Linked DNA regions of Mus musculus: region 2 is linked to region 1. A link is a contact called in public targeted proximity ligation data. All regions are on one chromosome and are shown on one strand. The core of a region is the stretch at or near the end of the contact, and the rest is flanking DNA. Distances in the headings are between cores, read along the strand shown.

Evidence for each region.
Region 2: a contact with region 1 is called in a targeted proximity ligation map of pancreatic cancer cells. A contact is called at or near these places in 1 of 39 promoter capture datasets (liver) and 1 of 130 datasets of targeted methods (pancreatic cancer cells).

Annotation. Positions count from the first base shown.
Region 1 is chr19:5,635,524-5,638,988 of GRCm38.p6, reverse strand. It overlaps Rela (v-rel reticuloendotheliosis viral oncogene homolog A (avian)), which reads right to left and starts at 1,448. Exons shown (of 11, transcript NM_009045.5): 1 at 1,148-1,448; 2 at 531-557; 3 at 287-438; 4 at 1-134. The coding sequence starts at 1,154.
Region 2 is chr19:7,054,949-7,058,620 of GRCm38.p6, reverse strand. It overlaps Macrod1 (mono-ADP ribosylhydrolase 1), which reads right to left and starts at 1,853. Exons shown (of 11, transcript NM_134147.4): 1 at 1,439-1,853. The coding sequence starts at 1,730.

The DNA of each region.
Region 1 (3,465 bases), core at 199-2,698:
TCTGGGCAGAGGTCAGCCTCATAGTAGCCATCCCGGCAGTCCTTCCCCACAAGTTCATGTGGATGAGGCCGGTGAGGTGGATCCTTGGTGACCAGGGAGATTCGAACTGTTCCTGGTCCTGTGTAGCCATTGATCTGTCCAAAGTACAGAGTACTCTAGTGGCCAGCAATCCCTAATCTGGCTCTTAGACACAGGGCACGGTGACCAGGAGGCAAGTCTGCTGGGGCTGCACAGTGCGTTCCACCACATCTGTGTCCCAGCGACACCCCTGGGGGCTCTTGCTTACCTTGATGGTGGGGTGTGTCTTGGTGGTATCTGTGCTTCTCTCGCCAGGAATACTGCCCGCTGAGCGCCCCTCGCATTTATAGCGGAATCGCATGCCCCGTTGCTTCGGCTGTTCGATGATCTCCACATAAGGCCCAGAAGCCTGGGCTGGCTCTGTGGGTGACACAGTCAGCCATCAGGTGCTATCCCCACGGCCCCGACTCCAGGACAGCCCCTGACTACTGAGGATGGATGGTCCAACTTACCTGAGGGAAAGATGAGGGGAAACAGATCTGAAAGGGAAAGACAAGGCACATTGTCAATAAACTCCAGTGCCCACCCTCACCTGCGAAGGCCTGACAGAGCCAAGCTCCCTCCCTTCCAAGAAAACTGAGCCAAGACCCTGAAACCTGCCCTGACAGAGGCCGGGGAACTAGAGAAAGGGGACACAGAGGCATTCCTTTGCCAGGGGAAACTGAGTCAGTGCCTGTTTTACGTTCATAAGTGACACTGAGGAGGGGGTAATACCCTCCTCTCCTCTTCTGGGGAAACTGAGTCAGATACTTTCTTCCTTACACGGAAAGGAAGCCAGAACTAATCGCATCGACACGGGGGTGGGGGGAGCCGGAGGAAACGGAGTCAAGATTCACCCGTACCCCCACCCAGGAGGGACACTGAGTCAAGGCGCCCTCCACTGAGAGGGGTAACTGAGTCAGACCCCCTCGCAGCCCGCCCCGCCCCGTGCCACCATCCGGCCTGCCGCTCCCTGCGCAGCAACCCGCGGCGCAGAAAGGGGCGGAAGACGGCGCGGGGAGGGGGGAGATTCCGCCGCAGGCCCCGGAGCTCTAGGGCAGCCATCCCCCGAGCCAGAGGGCAGCCTCACCGTCCATGGTCAGGGTCCCGGGGGCGGGGCCGGGGTCGCAGCTGAGCCCACGGCGCGCTAAAGTAAAGCCATTCGCCAGAGGCGGAAATGCGCGGCGCGCGCCCGTCGTCGCGTCACTGCCCGGAATCCGGCCGCGCCTGCGCGCTGAGCCGCCGCCACCGCCACCGCCGCGCGTGGGGGGCCGAGAGCAGGTGCGCGACTCACGCTGGGCGCGGAAGGTGTGCGGCGGGCGCGCGGGCGGGGACACCGCAGCGCGGCGGGAGGACGCCGAGGCTGTTTGTCCCGAGGCCGGCCCGACTACAAGCTCCGCAGCGCGGCTCGCTCGGGGTCCCGGTCCCGTTCCCGGCCCCGCCTGGAGGGCGGGCCCGCGATTACTCACTCTGTTTTTAGGGGATTTCGGGTCCCGTTCCCCGCCCCGCTCTGATCTCAGGAGTTTGGTGATGTCACCCTGGCCGGGACTGGAGCCGAGCCAGGGCTGGTGGCAGGCTGCGGCCATTCGCCCTGCGCAGGGAGAGGCCCAGGCCTGCTGCTCCCGCGGAGGCCAGTGACTGAATTCCACACGTTTTCCTAAGCGTGCAGGGGCCTTCTGGGGACCCGCGTGCTACGGGCCACATGCTCCCCAACCTAGATCCGGCTGCGCGCAGGAGTGCTTCGCGGAGCGAGCGTGCTGCATCCGACAGGCCTTAGGGTAGAGGGGCAGACCGAGGACTAGGCAGACACCTGTACCTCTAAGAGTCCCTGAGAGCCATGAGTGCTGGAAGAGCCCCAGGGCTTCGTCTGCACACATAGGTGCTGTCTGCTAAGGTTTAGATCTTTAGGGATCTCCGGAACCAGCTAGGGTCACACCGTGAACATCTCCTTCAAGGCCTCCCAGGAGTCCAGGCTCCAATGAGGAAAGCGTTTGTAGGGAGCAAAAATTGCCATCTAAGCCAAGGGCAGGTGTGCAGATTGAGTGTGGGGACTCTGGCCGGAGGACGCAACACATCAGGCTGCCTCCACTATGCCAGAAGGAGGAGGCGCCTCCCGGGCCACAGGAGGTTTCAGCACTCAGAGAAAGACTTATTTTCTCTAAATTAGGAAATCATGTGGGAATTGGAAAAGATTGGAAATTCTGAATTGCTTTCCCAGGCTCTGAAAAAAACAGGAAGACAAAAGTGAAAATAGTTACGCCCCTCCCACTCATTTCAGTTTCTCACTTGGCGCAGATTAGAAAAAGCAGTTTAATATTTTGCGAGGGCGGATGTCAAGGCGACAGAATGAATATAATCTCCAATTAATGGCACACAGCCATCATTGGTCCTCACATGAACCACTTGTAAAAACACATATAGTTACAATTTAAGTTAATATGAATACCAGCGTCCTTACTAAAAAGTAAAGGCTAGAAATGAGAACTCAGTAGTTTTTGCATAACGTTGCAGGAAGCTGGGATTTGATCTCTGACTCCAGGATGCTCCAGTAATCCCAGCGCTCATGGGGTCAGACGTTCAACGTCATCCTCCTCTACATAGTTTGAACCCATCCAGAACTACAGAAGATGCTCTTTAAAAAAGGATGGTTGCAGGCTGGAGAGATGGCCCATCAGTTAAGAGTCGATAATGCCCTTGCAGAAGACCAGAGTCCAGTTATCAGCAACTGTAACTGCAGCTTCCGGAGACCTCACACTGTTCTGGGCTCTTGAGAGCAACTGCATTCACATGTGCACATATATACAAAAATAAAAATAATAAAATAAAATAAAAGATAAATGTGAGTTGTGTTTGGTAGTGCAGGCCTTTAGCCCCAGCACTCTGGAGGCAGACTCAGCAGGTCTCCTAGTTCGAGGCCAGTACAGTCTATACATAGTGAGTTGCTAGACAACCAGGACTGTATAGACACTTTCTCAACACAAATGAAAAAAATGGAGCTTTGTTTACAAAGAGAGCTCTGGACCAGCAGGGGCTAGCCGGTGTGATTTTGTCTCAGAGGGGGAGATGGGTAGGAGTGTATCAGAGTTACAGCACTTGCCTAGCATACTGAAGACTGGTATTTATCTCCAGCACTCCAGAAGAAAGGTCAAGAAAACGAAGGGGATGCAGGGGACACTGACGCCACTCATCCCCACAGGTGTGCTCCTCACCGTCCATTCCTTTTTACCCTGAGTTCAGGCTCTTCCCATCCAGATTTCTGCCCTCTGTGTGGGAGCCTGCCACCGTCACGTGGTCAGAGGACAACTTGCCAGACTCATTTCTTTCTTTTCACTAAGTAGGTCCTGGGAGCAGATCAAGGTCATCGGGCTTGACGATGACGACGACGACGACGACGACGACGGGCGCCTT
Region 2 (3,672 bases), core at 604-3,103, 1.4 Mb before region 1:
TCCACTAGACAGACTCTTGCCTGGCCACTCACTGTTGAATCCTACAGCGCTGGTACCAATAGGGCGTGAGGTAAAAGTTTACTGAATGAGGGCCAAGGAGATAGACGGGTTAGTGGGTGGGTAAACGGAATTTGATCCCCAGAACCCATGCAAAGGCCTAAAAGCTAGCCGCAGCACACTGGCATCTCTAATCCCATTAAGCCCGGCGGAAATGGCAAGCGGAGATCAGACTCTCCAGAGGCTCAAGGACCAGCGCCCCTGACTCCCCGCTTGGCACAGAAAGGAAGAAAATAGCGTCTGTCCAGCAGCTGAGGAACCTCAGGTCCCATCAGCTTTCCCAGGTTAGGCTGGTTTTCAGGGTCACCAAGGAAAAGGGAGCTACGGGGAGAAGGGCTGGAATGTAGAAATAGACGCAGACGGTACACTACGTGTGGTACTGCCCCAACTCTCCTCCTCTCCCTGGGTTGCTGCTCTCCATGGGTAAGCAGGACTCTAAGGAAGAACACTAACTCCCTCTGCTGGAATTCTGGACGAGCCCCGCAACTCCCGGCCAAGGTTGAGGGAGTGGCAAGTTCTGATTGCTCCCAAAGAAGACTGTCAAGTGCTTTAGGATCCTGGGCAGACTTGCAACAAGGGAGAGCTCTCTTTTCTAAAAAGGAACCAATCTGAGGTTACCTTCAACCCCGCTTGACCCAGCCCCCATGGTCACGCCCACTAGCAGCCCAGCCAATGGCCTTAGCCGCTCATTGGGAGGAGGATCGGCCCGGAATAATAAGGGAAGCACTGGCGCTGAAAGGCAGGGGCAGCTGGACTGCCACTCAGGGCTATTTGGGGCTCTGCACTTTGCATTCCAGTTAGCGACTAGGTCGTCCGGGACCCGTGGCCCCTTCCTGGCATGCCCGTCCAGGAGGAGAAATACTTTCATTCTTGAGGGAGTCAGTGATTCTCACAAGCCCACGCCCGATGTCAGCCTGCTCTCCAAGTTCTATGATCCCAGTCCCTCAAGAAGGAGCAAAGTGCTGGCAAGGGGCCAGAAGCCAGCAGGAGGGCAAAACGGGCACCTACCATACTCCCAGAGAGGCCCCCGAGCTGCCATTCTTGGGGCTACCTGACCCTACCTGATAGGCCAAGCTTCTACACTTTGCCTTTGCACACTCCCAGCCTGACCTTGGGGAAGTGAACTCTGGCCCTAAGCCTCAGTTTCCCTCCTGTGCATGCATGGAGGAAGGTGGCAGATCCCAGAGGATCTGGGGGTGTGGGGGGTGTGGACTACCTGGGACCATTGCTGAGGTAAGGCCGCCTTCCCCACTCGTTTAGTCAAGGGGTAACCTGGTGTAGGAGCTGGGTATGGATGTGGGCTAAAGGGGTTCCCGAGTGTCTCAGTTGCTCGTGGAGTGCCTTTCGGCCGGGGAGACCCACGCCCTGCGCTCACACTTACATTTGGCCTCCTTCCAGTCGGTGGAGGTGCTCAGGTCCACCTTCGCGGCCATGGCCAGGGGGGCCCAGGTGCGCACCCAGGCTCCACGCCCCGCCGCCCCCCACGCCCCAACTCCCGCCGAGAGCCACGCGCAGTAGCCGTGCTCGCCCAGTGCCACCAGGGGACCGCACGCACTGCCACGGGGCCGCGGGCCACCCGCCGAGCGGCCGGGCCAGGGGCGCAGGGAGACCAGCAGCTGCCCCGCCGCGCGCAGCTGTGCCAGGCGGCCGGACACTTGGCTCTGCAGCGACATGAGCAGGCGGTGCCGGGCGGCTCCCCGCCCACTCGGACTCTATTTACGGTGCTCCGGAGAGTCGCGCTCGGTCCCTTATTTACTCTGGGACGAGAGTGGCGCGTGCCAGCCCGTGGCGACCTGCTTAGAGACCGCGGGCGGCGCGCCGCTGGGCACCCTGGAACTTGTAGTTCCGTCCCGGCCCACTGCGCTCACGCACTGGTAGCACACACGTGCGCACCCAGCCTGTCTGTGTCCTCCCGAGTGTGGCTGCAGCCAACCTTCCGAAGCTCGGTGATTCGACAAGGCACTCCGTGCGTGGGTTTTCCCGCCAAGTCGGCTTCTAGTTCTTTCCGCCTAGTTGCCGTGGCTCATAAGTAAACTCGGTCCTATCGCGTGTTTTGTAGGCATAGAGAGACCTGGACTTGTGTTGGTGCCTCCGCATCACCCAGCTCTGCTTCTGATCCACAGCAGCTGCACGTTCCAGCCTGCCAAGGTGGGGCGGGGGTGATAGGTGCCGCGGACCTATGTGTTAGGGTGGGGCAACTTTTCTGAAGAGCTCGACCTCCCTTAAGCTCCAAGAGCCAAGCAGCGCCGACTGAATTCCACAGCAGCTCACAAGACATTAGTGAGATTTGACAGGAAGAAACCTAGGTGTCAAATAGGCATGGTAAGGCATACTTACAATCCAGCATTCCAGAGGGTGAGGGCGGAGGATCTTAGGAAAGTTTAGGATCAGCCTGACTTACAAGGCAGCCACATAGCAAGACCCTGTCTCAGTCAATAGGTCAGTCTAACAATCAATATAAAAAAGAGCCGGGCAGTGGTGGCGTATGCCTTTAATCCCAGCACTTGGGAGGCAGAGGCAAGCTGATTTCTGAGTTCGAGGCTAGCCTGGTCTACAGAGAGTTCCAGACAGCCAGAGCTACACAGAGAAACCCTGTCTTCAAAAACCAAAAACCAAAAAAAAAAAGGAGAAAAGGAGAGAGAATATGGATCTATAAATGTGGGTGTATAGAAACACTAGAGTAGTGACCTAAGAAGGATAATTTTTTTCTTCTTTATTTTTCTCCTTTTCTTTTGTTGTTGTTGTTGTTGTTGTTGTTGTTTTTTTTTTTTCTTCTCGAGACAGAGTTTCTCTTTGTAGCCCTGGCTGTCCTGGAACTCACTCTGCAGACCAGGCTGGCCTCAAACTCAGAAATCTGCTTGCCTCTGCCTCCCAAGTGCTGGGATTAAAGGCGTGCGCCACCACTGCCCGGCTAATTTTTTTTTTCCTCATATTCCATAATGACATATGCCTGTAACCTGTTCCCGGTTAGCCACTACTTCATATTCAGTTCCACACCAGCCTGGCCTACCTGAGAGCTGGTTGTCAGAGCTACCCAGTGAGACTCTACATTTTTATTTAAAAAGAAAGCGGGGGTGGGGGAGGGATTTAAATCCCGGGGCTGGAGAGATGACTCAGCAGTTAAGATCCCTGACTGCTGTTCCAGAGGACCAGAATTCTATTTCCAGCCCTCACATGGTGGCTCAAAAATCTTCTGTAACTCCAGTTCCAAGGGATGCCACGCCCTCTTCTGGCCTTGCATGGAGTAGTGCACAGCCACACAGGCTGGAAAACACCCAAACACATTAAAAAAAATTTTAGAAATTGTTACTGTGAACCTTAATATCTGAGCCATCTCTCCAGGCCTTGCTCCCTAAACTTTACAAATAAAGATTTAGTTCCTGGGAAACAAAACAAAAAGGAGAGAGAGCAAAGCGAACGACCCTCCTATTGAAACCTCACCACCAACCTGGCAACGTAAACAATGCAGATTTCTCAGCTTATTTCTGAGACAAGAATCTGACGTGAGTCACCAGAATTGCATGCCTCTGGCTTCATCCCTTCCTGGAAGCTCTAAGGGAGCTTGTCCCAGGATTTTCCAGAGGTCACGGGCCCTTCCTGTAGATCCTCCAGCAG